2 separate regions of the Mus musculus genome follow, and region 1 is linked to region 2. Evidence: chromatin contacts called from public promoter capture Hi-C data. All regions are on one chromosome and are shown on one strand. The core of a region is the stretch at or near the end of the contact, and the rest is flanking DNA. Distances in the headings are between cores, read along the strand shown. Region 1 holds the start of Gm30912 (a long non-coding RNA gene). Region 2 holds the start of Uri1 (URI1, prefoldin-like chaperone).

Region 1 (6,058 bases), core at 2,886-5,385, 120 kb before region 2:
GTGTCCCACTCGTCCCTGTGCTAAGCATGAACTTCATTTTGTTTTGAGCATGGTCTGTATAGCCCAGGCTGGCCTGGACCTCTCCGTACTCCTGCCACCAACACCACCAACACCTGTCTCGAATGCCCTTTCAACAGTCAGAGCTAGTCAGTCTGCTTTGTTTTGGGCCCCCAGGGGGTGACAGTGCAGGCCCTAGGCACCATTCTACCTGGCCAGGGGTTGTTCCTACCTCATTCCTGGGCCTCTTTTCTAACATTCCAGGTCTGCTCATGGTGCCTCCACAGGCGTCTGAGTTGTGCAATCCTAGGTAAGTAGGGGCAAGGTGACAATTTTTTTCTCTGAGGGACACTTACTTGGCAGGACCTGGAGACACTTTGGTTTTCAGAGCAGAAGGACAAGTGTTTCAGGTCTCTGGCTGGGTCATTCTGCCATGCACAGGGTGGCCTCTTAATGAACAACAGGGTCAGAGGTCAACAACACTGAGTCTGGGAAACCTGCCCCAGGTCCCTGTGAATGAAGGTTTGTGCTGAAGGGAGAAGGAGGAGTGGGAGGGGGAGAGGGAGGAGAGGGGGAGGGGGAGAAGAGGGGAGGAGGGGAAGGAGGAAGAGGAGGAGGGGGATGAAGGGGAGGAGGAGGAGGACCACCACCTTGACACATAGCTAGGGTTTTCTTCACACAAAAGGGTTCAGTGTGGAAGGCAGGGTGGTGGGAGGAGGGAGGGGTAGGCCAGGCCCGAGCCCACCTCCACCTCTCTACAGTAGAGGTCTGACTACAGTCAGGGACATATCCACCTACTTGCATGGAAGATGGAAGAGAGGTATGGAGGTTAGGGACCCTGAGTCTGGTTGGCCAGGCCTATTTGCCAGGCATTTGAGGAAACCTAGCTGTGCAGGCAGCTTGCTGGATGCAGGGATGCTCAGTCAAGAACAGGAAATCTGTACTATACGGACCACTGAGTATGACTGTCTTGGGTCCCAGGAAGCCTTCAGGGTAGTGCTGTGAGAGCCTAGAGCATACTCCCATGGGGTCCTTACTCAGGCCACATCAGACTCACGAGATCCTGATGTCCCCTTGTGCATACATGTGGATTTCCCTTTCTATCCTAGCCTTGGACACTGCCAAGGTCTACTTGTACCCCCAAGGTCTCTGGTATCTGAGACCACACACAAAACCTAGCAGCTTTAGAGATGGCCTGTGTACCCATTTCTGAGGTGCACAGCGGACTGACAGCAGCATTGTTGTGGCTACTCTCCAGAGACCTTCAAAATGGGATCTGTTGATGTCCCCTGACAGGAGGAGGGGGTGGTGAGGGTCTTAGACACTCCCCTGAGATTCCAGTTACTCTCCTGTGCTGTCCACTCATCTGTGTGCTGTTCTGACCCAGATATCTATGGTTTCTGGGTCTCAGAAGGTGCTAGAGTATAGAATGTGTGGAGAGTTACCTGAGAGTGGAGTAGTTTCTGTCTATGTAGCTATGGGGAATTCATCATCCATATTGGTGGAAAAGTCTTTTGGTGGTTTGGGGTTTGGGGTTCGCCTAGTCTCCTGTAAGCAATTCAATCAGCATGTTCCTCTAGTTAACCCAATAAATCCATTGGTTCCCAAGCTAGGTAGGCAGAATCATACTTGGTCTGTTGTTGGAGCCCCGTCTGGGGTAGCAGTTTGTTCTGTTGGTGTCTCCCCAGGTAAAACTTACCCAGTGCTGTGTCAGAGCAGGGAGGAGAGGTCCTGCTTTGCACAAGAACACCTGAGAATATCTGCTGAGACGATGAAAGCTTTGCTGTTGGCTCATGTCGCAGAGACTTTGGTGCTGGCTCTGTTTCTGAGCATTATGATGGGAGCGAGAAGAGGGAAAGATCTGCTCACAATTGGCCAAGAGGATGACAGTGAGTTTGCTCTACGACAAGCTCCTCCCCCCAAACCCAGTCAGCTATGAATCTACCAAAGGATTCATTCTCAGAAGGTAGTCAGGTCCTCTTGATCCATGCACTCCAGAAGGCCCAGCCTCTGAGCCCCACTGCCTGGAGCCAAGCCTTCAGCTCATAGTTCTGATGGACACTGTAAGTCCAGCACATAACAACCATGTGCAGAATGCATGGAGGGGCTGGCCACTCCCATAGGCTCTGCCAACAGATAGACGCTCTTTATTCTTATTTGTGTGTGTGTGTATGTGTGTGTGTGTGTGTGTGTGCCCGCACACGCACCTATGGTAGTATACACACAGCATGCATGCAGTGTTCATGGAAGCCAGAAGAGGGCGTCAGGTCCCCTGCAACTGGAGTTCCAGGTGGTCGTGTACTGCCCTGTAGGTGTTGTGAGCCAAGCCTTAATCCTCTCCAAGAACAGCAAGTGCTCTTAACTGCTCATCCATCACTCCAGCACCCTGATTGCTGGGTACTCCCTTCACAGCACTGCCTCGGGACTCTCGTAACTATATTCTGTGATGTCTGTCACAAGTCTCTCCCTGGTTCTATTTCCCCTGAGTGGAAGACCACCTCTCAGAGAACCTTTCCGTGGCCTCGCTTGAGGTGTGAGACACGGTACCTTACTCTCATAGGGAATGTGGGAGTCGTCAGGGGCTTTACTCCCAACAAGGAGAGGAGGTGTCCTCCCCTAGCCTTTCTCAGTCCCATTTCCTCTCATAGGCTCTTGCTTACTACTGACCACTGAGTTCCTCTACATGCATTGCCAGAAATGTCCAGCAGAGGGCGCCCAGCCCTGTGGATCTTTTTAGAAGACAGCCACCCTGGTGCCAGCCTGAGAGAGTCCTCATTCCAGGTAGCCTATTCTAAGCATCAGAAGAAACAAACACCTCTTCCTGGTCCTCAGGCCTGTGGACAGTCTTCTCGCAGACCAAGCACTGGTAGATATGAGCTGTGTCCTGTTTGTTACTCTTTCCTATTACTTTGGGTACAACTTAAACCTTCCTATCCAGGTTCCCAACAGGACCCTCATTTTGTAAAAATTAAAATTAGGTAATGAACTGAACATGACAGCATACACTCATAATCCTAGGATTTAGGAGGCTGAGGCAGATAAAGTATGAGTTTGAGGTCACCGTGGGCTACATAGTGAGGACCCCCCAACACACACACACACTTCTCTGTTTTTTGAAAGAATCTCTGCCCCACTCCTTATTTTAGACCCAAAGAGCCCTTGCTATTTCCCTAGGCCCGGGCTGAGATTCAAGAAAGACAAAGAAACATAAGCTGAGTTTGAAAACACAGAGCCCGTGGGAGCCAAGGTGTTTGGTGGTGGTGGTGGGGGAGGGGGGATCTTGTGCTCTGAGAATAAGTGCCAGGGCAGACCAGAGCAGGCTCAGTTCTTGAATACTACCGCATTTCTTGCTGTGCGGCCCCGAGCAGGTTATTTTACCACTTGCTACCTCAGTCTCCTTTTCTGCACAATGGACCTGGAGTCCCTCTCTGGGACAAGACAGCATGTGAAGAGTTAGGCTTAGAAACTACACAGTGGTTCTCAACGTCGGGGTTGCAACCCTTTGGGGGCAGGGGGGTCAAACAACCTTTTCCCAGGGGTCACATATCAGATATCTTACATATCAGATATTTACATTACGAGTCATAACAATAGCAAAATTACAGTTATGAAGTAACAATGAATATAATTTTACAGTTGGCACTGGGGGCCACTACACGAGGAGCTGTATTAAAGGGTCGCAGCATTGGGAAGGCTGAGAATCCCCGAGTGAGCTAGAATGTCAAATCTTTTTACTTCTCAGCCCTGGCATCATTACTGGGCTGAGTCTTAACAACAGGGACCAGAACTTGCCTGGTAGCAAGAAGGGGACACGGGTTAAAGAAGGTCTGAGTGGGCAGAGTTCCGGGAGCAGGAGCGGGGCTGCGTTTCCAACCTGGGCTGTATCAGACACGGGGAGAAGGGTACACCGCCCCACACTGGCAATGTTGCTTAGAGGGAGGAATCTGCTGCCTGCTAAGTCTTTACAACAAGAAAACTCATCTTGCTTCCGTGCTCAGCAGTGAGTAAAAACACAAATCTTTAACGTGTTAGAAAACAGCCTGCAATTTGAATCTCAGCTCTTCCTCCATCTGTGGCAGTTTGCACTGGTTTTTTTAGAGTGTCAGAATGCCTCGCCTCGGCACCAGCCTGCTGCAGACACCATCCACTGGGGAGACGCCTCCCCCAGGGCTCTGAGGAATCCTATTTCAGACACCGTAACACAGCCCCAGCCCCAGCCCCACACTGCAGAATGCCAGGATGTTCCCCCTAAGCTCTGTATGAGGGAGCCCCGGATTTGTGGTGCCTGGAGATGAGAGCGCTACCCTCATACCAAGCCATCTTAGGGAGATGAGCTGATGAGTTTGTTAAAGAGAACTATTTCAGAAGTAGGGTAGGACTACTCTGGGGCACAGTGGTACAGACCTATAATCTCCACTCCTGGGAGGCTGAAGCAGGAGGGTCATAGATCCAAGGTCATTCTGGGCTACAATGTAAGTTCAAGGCCAACCAGGGCAACTTGATGAGAGCCTGTCAAAAAAAATAAAATGTTTTTAAAAGGGACCTAGAGCTCAGCAGAAGAACACTTGCCTAGTGAAAAAGGCTTTATTAAGACACACTATCTTCTAATTTTTCTTTTTAAATTGTGTATATGTGATGGGTCTCTGTGTGTGTGTGTGAGGAGCCAGAGGTACAGGATCCCTTTGGAGCTAGAGTTACAGGAGGTCACAAGCTGCCAGACATGAGTGCTGAGATCCGAACTCAGGCCCCCGGGAGAGCAGTGCGCTCTCCTAACCTCTCGGCCATCTCTATGACCCTACAGCATCTCATCTTTATTGCTAACATTTGGAGGATTAAACATAACCCTCGTGAGCCTGCAGTGTGCCCCAAGGGGACCTCAGTTCAGCACCCTGGAGATGCATGGCTGGGCCTTCTAGAACATTCTGGGTCAGCCCATCCCAGTCTTCTACCCCCTCAAGAGCACCAGAACTGACAACTGCATCCTTGGGAAATTTGTGCCACTCCAGAGCTTTTTCAAATGACAACGAATCAAACAGGGGGAAAAAATAGCAATATTTTATAAGTTTTAAAATGCTATTTTAACACAAATCCCAGAGCAACTATAGCATAAATCAACAGACACCCAAAAGTATGTTTGTACAAGAAATGTAATAAGCTGGTATGAAAAACAGTGTCAACTGGTACAGATGGCAGAAAAAGCCAATATTCAAATGTATGCTGTTTTACTAACACATTAAAGATCAACATTTTGCTACCTGCTGCTCATGATAGCAAGATTAAAAAAACACACAACACACACATACACTCCCGAGTAATGTTATAACCCAGAGAATGAAGATTCTTAAAGAAATTGTCACATTCTTTCTATACTTCATCTGTTGGCTTTAAGGCTTTCTCCATTGAGAGAGACATTTGCATCTGAAAATGCCGCCCCTCTCCTATCTGCCTGGTGTTTGAGAACACTAAGGAGAAGGTGGGGAGATCAGAGCTTTGGTCCCTAAAGGTCCCCTCTAGCCTGGGATTGGGAATAGTATCACCCCACACACATGCATAGTGCCACCCTGTAAATAGCACTTGACAGGTTTCGGGATACTTACTCAAGCACTGTAACACTAGGGACCCCCAAGAGCCCTACGAGGTAGCAAGCCAGGAAACCTTAGATGCACGCAATAGCTGGCACAGAGGCTCAGAGATGAGAGGCAATGGCCAGAGCTTGCAGGATCTACAGGGAGCACACAAGGCCCGACAGACTACGTAATGATCATTGTAGAGCCCGTGGGCATTCAGATCCAACTTCATCGTGCTGGAGGCATCACAATGCCTGACCTCAAACTAGACTACAGAGCCACTGTAGCAAAGACTGTGCCTGCCCACCGACCAATAGAAGAGAACAGAGGCCCTAGAAACGAAACCACATGGTTGCAGCCAACTGATTTTTGACAAAAGGACTAAAATGCACTGGGAAAAGACAACTTCTGCCACAAGGTCCTGGGGGAAACTGGGTAATTACAAGGAGAAAAACAAAACTAGATCGATCCCTCCTTCCCTTTCCTTCTCCCTC
Region 2 (5,753 bases), core at 129-2,628:
TAAACGACATACTAAATTCCCCACCCCCTCACTTTTCAAGACAGGGTTTTTTTGTGTAGCCTTGGATGTCCTGGAACTCACTCTGTAGACCAGGCTGGCCTCAAACTCAGAGATCTGCCTGCCTCTGCCTTCCAGATTCTGGGATTAAAGGTGTGAGCCACCACTGCCTGGTACATCCTAATTTTTAAGTATCCTTCCAAATTAGTACTACCTGTTAGGGACCAAGTATTGAAACACATGGGGTCAGTTCATATTCAAAGCCCAGCACTAGAGAAGTAGCTTCTGCGGTGCCCTAGGAGTCAGGGATGCTGCTATTGGCGGGAGGCAAGATGAGTGCTCAGAGTTTGACTGTGTTTCAGAGGTTGCTGCATCTGCAGGGAGAGAAATTCATATTTACCATCTTCCCCAATCGTCCCTGCTTTTTCTTTCTTGATGCAAGTGATCAAAGGATGGATGTGGACTTGGGAGCTGGAACAGAAGTGGAAGATAGGGGCAAACAGACCCACAGAGGGCCAGAATTCTGCAGGTGCCTGCCAGCCTGTTCCTATACACACAATACTGAGGTAATAGGATCTATGCCTATTGTCCGGGCTTGGGATAGAGTTAGGACAAGGCCACAAGGTAGACTAGAGGACTGCCACAAACAGAGGCTGCACAAAGGGCTAGGGGGAGGAAGTGAGTCCAAGAGATTTATTCAGCTCAGGCTGGCCTGGAACTTGCTATGTGGACCAGGCTGGCTTCAAACTCACAGATACCCTCCTGCCTCTGCCTTCAAACTGTTGGGGATTAAAGGTGTGCTCCCTGCTCCAGCTTCCAATTTTTAAAATACTGAGTGGAACAGGGATGGGGATTTAGCTCAGTTGGTAGAGTGCTTGTCTAGCAAGTCCAAAGCCATGCATTTGGTCCCCACTGTTAAACAAAACACCAGAATTATAAAATACATGGGATAGGGCAGCAGCTGTTGTTGAAAAATGTGCTACACAGTGCATACGTAGTAACATAGTAATATTAATACTGCAGCTTAATATATGTAAGGAAAATTGTAATGTGTACAGTAATTAATACATACGCAAAAATATAGTTGTATATTGTGCATTTTAGCTCATTAAACCACATTAGTTCATTAAAAGGCATGGGAAACAGCTGAATTTGATAAAATTAAATGAGCTTATGAAACAGTCTCAGTGCTCATATTAAGTTCCTACCACCACAGGCAGCGCCAAGCGAATTGGGACCCACTATCCCGCCGCCTCTCATCCTGTGCAGGGGTCCTGAGCGGCTCAGCCTCCACCCCACCCGGAGGCCCTGTCCCCGCCATAGCCCCGCCCCCTAGGGCGGAGCTTGAGAGCTTCCCGGCGTGCTGCGCGGGCGGGGCGAGGGGCGGGGCGTGCGCGGAGGCGCGGCAGTCGCGGGACGCTAAGCTGGGCCCGGTTGCGGGAGAAGAGCGTGGCGCGCCTGGTGTAGGGCCTGCTGCTCCGAGGCGGCGGCGGCGGCGGCGGCGGCGGTATGCGCGTGTGAGATGCGGCCGCGGGTAGCCCGGACGCGAGCGGCGGCCCCCGGGGCAGCGGCGAAAGTGAGCGCGGCCTCTTCAGAGAGAGGCGTGCAGTGCATGAGGGCGAGCGCGCGGGCGCTGGGCATCCGCCGGCCACGCCGTCTCCATAAACACTTGTTTAGGACTTGTTCGCCTCGCTGAGGCTGCGGCGCCGGGCATGGAGCCCCCGTCCGAACCCGAGCCCGAGCCCCAGCCCCTTGCAGAGGCCTCAGCCGCCGCTCCGCTGCGCGCACCAGAGGTGGCGCGGCTTCGCGAGGAGCAGGAAAAGGTAACAGGCCGCGCTTGGTTCCGGCCCTGGCCGGCTTCCGCATGTGGCCGCGACACTCTGAGCAACCTCTAATGCGGCCAGCCCTCTGCGTGAAACCGAGATCCCCACGCGCGAGCTGCGCAGCCTCGGGCCGCGGGGACCACGGGAGAAACTTTTGTCACGTGCATTTGTTGTCTTTTGTCGGTGGCCCTTTGACCTTCCCCGGAAGGGATGCGGGGATGTGGGGAATACAGAGGATGCAGGGGATAGGATAATCGGTTGACCCTGAACTGAGAGAGCAATTGTTGGGACTAAATAAAAATACGTGTTTTTTTTTTTTTCCTTTTTGGTTCGGGGATTACACTGTGAACAGAAGTGGTCACTCTTTTTACCCCTTAGCTATTTATTATCTAAACGTTGGTACAATGCGCGCGTGCGCACACACACACACACACACACACACACACACACACACACACACACGAGATATCCTTATTTGATTGAGCGTCCAAGTTTGACTACGTTGGTGATGATGCACTTCCTGTGCAATCCAGCTCTTAGGTTTAGTAGTCGACAAGAGAGAAGGCCTTTGTTAAATTTTAACTTCAAGCCTTTATTAAACAAGGCTTTCCCCACTTTTTTTTTTTTTTTTTGATCTACCAGAGGAGAGGAGAATGCTTAGAATCTCCGAATGGGAATTATTATATATTTTTTTTTATAAGGAAATGTTATGTAGTTAAGAACTACAGCTCGATTGTTAAATGTGAAATTGTCCTGTGGATTCTGTAGGTTTTCAAGTTGATTCTCCTGACGTGCCTTGAAATTCTTTGAAAAGCGACATTTAATTTGCTTAAACGTCACATGTCCTGTTGCCAGAGTGAGGTATTAATAAAGGTTTAGGAAGTTGCATAAACATTTGAGAAGCTCTATTTTTCTATATTTAAATATTTTTGCGTGTAAACTTTATGTTATTTATTTGGAATTTACTCCTGGAGAATTGTACATGCAGTCAGTTAAATCTATTTCGTCCCTTCAACTTAACTCCCTTTCCCTCCCACACATCCCCCTTCCAACTTCATGTCCTTTTTTTTTTTTTTTTTTTTTTTAAATATCTCAGTCCAGCTAGTGCTTGCCCATATGTGTTAGATAGAACCATCCAAGGAGCACGGGCACCACAAATCCCATGTGTCAGTCTTTGTCCCTTAGCTGTTGTCAACTTCCAGTAGCTCCTCAGTTAAGGGTGGATCTTGGGAGCTCCTATTTCATGTAAGCTTGAATTTTTGCTATGAAACCCAAACTCCTTTTTATTCATATACCTATGTAAAACTTTTCATGAAATGTGGTTAGAAAAATTGCTGAGGTTAACTATATGAAAGTTTTTCCTAGGTCCCAAGAAATCCCTTTTGGCTTAGAAACCACCTGTTAACAGATTGTAGGAGTCTTTCATACTTTGGTTAGCTCCTGCTGCTGCTGCTTTATATATATATATATTTTTCCCCGTTTTTCCCTAATACATAATACAACTGTTGGATTTTAAACTTGTTCTTAAAGATGAGAGTTTAAAAGTTAACCTAGTTTAATTTAAATCACAAGACGTATTTGCTTTTATTGATTTATATTTTTATTTATTATGGTTCTAGGAGAGCTATATTATCAGTCAACTTTTTAATTTTTGAAACATGTTCTTTTTAAGTTGCCCAAGCTGGCCTTGAACTCCCATTGTAGCCCAGCCTGGACTTAAAGCTGTAAGCCTCTAAACTCAGCCTTCTAAGTAGGTGGGATTACCTGTGGCATCAGACTTGACTTCATCTTAATTTTTTTTTAAAAGGAGAAACAGATTTTTAAAAAGGAAAATAGAGGAAAATAAGAAAGAAAGAAAGAAAGAAAGAAAGAAAGAAAGAAAGAAAGAAAGAAAGAAAGACAAACCAAAACAAAGCCCTACATATTGCCTCCTTGTTAATTTTGACCAAATTGTGAAGTGTCCCAGGGTAGCTGGTACCACTGCCTCTAGCCCATATGGAAAACACTTTTGCTTGTGAGTAATGCTGATCAGCATCTTTGCTTCCCTGTGTCATTTTTAAAAGGGAGAGCCTGGGTTTTATTCTGATGTTAGGGTGAATGAAATACGAAGGGTACTTTGGGGTGTTCTGAACAGCTTATTGTGGTTAGTATTATATTTGAGCGAGTACCTGTCTTGGGTGCTAAACTCAATAGGAGACTGAGTGTTTTCAGTGGATGTGGACTTCAATACCTTTGTCAGTCACATCTTGTGTTAATGTTAAGTTGGCATACAAATTAAATGTGCATTTCTGTTTGGGTTAGGTAAAATGCCTCCCAGTTTATAAGAAAGCCCTTCAGTATTTACTTAACAGACTATTTACATAATAGAAAAATCTGCATTGGTAGACAGGAGAGTCACAAGGGCTTAACAAGACACCCTGGTTAGATGCCTGTGCTTTATTTAGAGTTTTGCACAGGAGAGCTTTGCTTTGTAAATAGTGAGTTAGTAATTTTGTGAGGGACTTTACTTAGGTTTTAAAGCCCACTCATTTTAACAGTCCTGCAGTCTGTGGTATGAAAGTAGAAGCATTAAAAGTGTCATAGTAGCTTTGTGTGAGTGGATACTTACTACCCTTTGTCAGCCATAGCCTTTCCCTGTTCATGAGAGGGAATTAAACTGTCAACAGAATGACTTTTTGGTTTGATGGCGGTACCTACTTTGCTGGCTTTAGCTGCAGAAAGGGACCTGAGTTCCTCACATAGAGGCTTAGAACCTGGCTTGAGAAGGACTGTAGATAATGCTTAGTTGTTGTTGCCCTTGTTTCCTTGAACTCCCACTAAGTGGTCCAGGTTTTATCCTGGTCTCTCCTTATTTGGTTCTGCTTGATACTGGAACACTGACTCTGAGAAGGAAATTATGGCAGCTTGAAGAAAAGGGTAAACAATATGTATACCATCCGCAGTGAGTGACAGCATCTGAGGAGAATGGGTAGGGTCAGGGTCAAGTTCATTAGCACTTTCTCATTTTCATCTACACAATCAGTGGTGAAACAGTCTTACCCCCCCCCTTTTTTTTTGTTAAAATTTTTGTTTATTTCTTTTTTTCTTTTTTCTTTTTCTATTCTTTTCTTTTCTTTTTTTTCTTTCTTTCTTTCTTTTTTTTTCTTTTTTGAGACAGGGTTTCTCTGTATAGCCCTGGCTGTCCTGGAACTCACTTTGTAGATCAGGCTGGCTCAGACATCTGCCTGTCTCTGCCTCTCAAGTGCTGGGGTTAAAGGCGTGCGCCACCACTGCCTGGCTTTGTGTTCATTTCTTTTTCCATTTCTTTCCCTCTTTTTCTTTTTTCCTTCCTCCTCTCCATCTGTCCGTCCCTCCCTCCCTCCCTCCTTTCTTTTTTTTTTTTCAAAAACCAATGTCTCACGAGCCATGCTGGCCTTGACCTAGAATGGTGTGAGCTCCTTCCTGGTTGTGCTGCCCCAGCCTCCCTGTCGGAGTCAGTGAGACGGCTTTGCTCCCCCTGTCTCCATCTCTAGGGGCATGTGCAGCCAGGGAGTCTTTAACTGTTAAGTTGGCATTCAAAGTCATGATGGATTTTATTATGGTGTATTTATCCTTCCCCTTCATCCTTTTTTGATCTGGCAAGACATGTAAGAAGAGTTCCTGTGGTTTGGTTAGAATGGGAAAAACCTGAACGTCCTACATTGGAGAGTTGGTTAAATAATCATGCGTAACTTAGACAGGCATGCAAACTGTGGAACAGTAGGTAGGGTGTGATGCGGGTCCTGTTTTGCTTAGGCACTTATATAAATACTTACTTTATATAAAAAACTACCATAGAAGGATGATGGTAGTATTTTACCTAAAAGTTTATAAAATTAGAAAATTTCAGTTTTTCAATAAAGGTGTTGAAACTTAATTTTTGTGCTAACAAGTTTGTCATAATATCTTTACTTG

The links. Promoter capture Hi-C pulls out the DNA fragments that hold promoters and counts their contacts.
Region 1: a promoter capture Hi-C map of hippocampal neurons shows a contact between it and region 2, with 2.6 times the contacts expected there. The contact joins the enhancer-like site here to the promoter of Uri1 in region 2. A contact is called at or near these places in 4 of 39 promoter capture datasets (the 3T3-L1 cell line, the C10 cell line, hippocampal neurons and 1 more), 1 of 484 Hi-C or Micro-C datasets (trophoblast stem cells), 2 of 115 datasets of contacts at active chromatin or transcription factors (Th17 cells and embryonic stem cells) and 3 of 9 other capture datasets (adipose tissue, liver and pancreatic islet).

Annotation. Positions count from the first base shown.
Region 1 is chr7:38,138,563-38,144,620 of GRCm38.p6, reverse strand. Gm30912 (a long non-coding RNA gene) reads left to right here and starts at 387. Exons shown (of 3, transcript XR_391294.2): 1 at 387-519; 2 at 1,686-1,886; 3 at 2,646-2,751. Within about 2 kb of position 4,135, at least 11 of the 459 cell types and tissues checked have an H3K27ac peak or open chromatin away from gene starts, as enhancers often do. A contact at or near this core is called in hippocampal neurons, where this site is marked.
Region 2 is chr7:38,015,177-38,020,929 of GRCm38.p6, reverse strand. Uri1 (URI1, prefoldin-like chaperone) reads left to right here and starts at 1,378. Exons shown (of 11, transcript NM_011274.5): 1 at 1,378-1,820. The coding sequence starts at 1,710.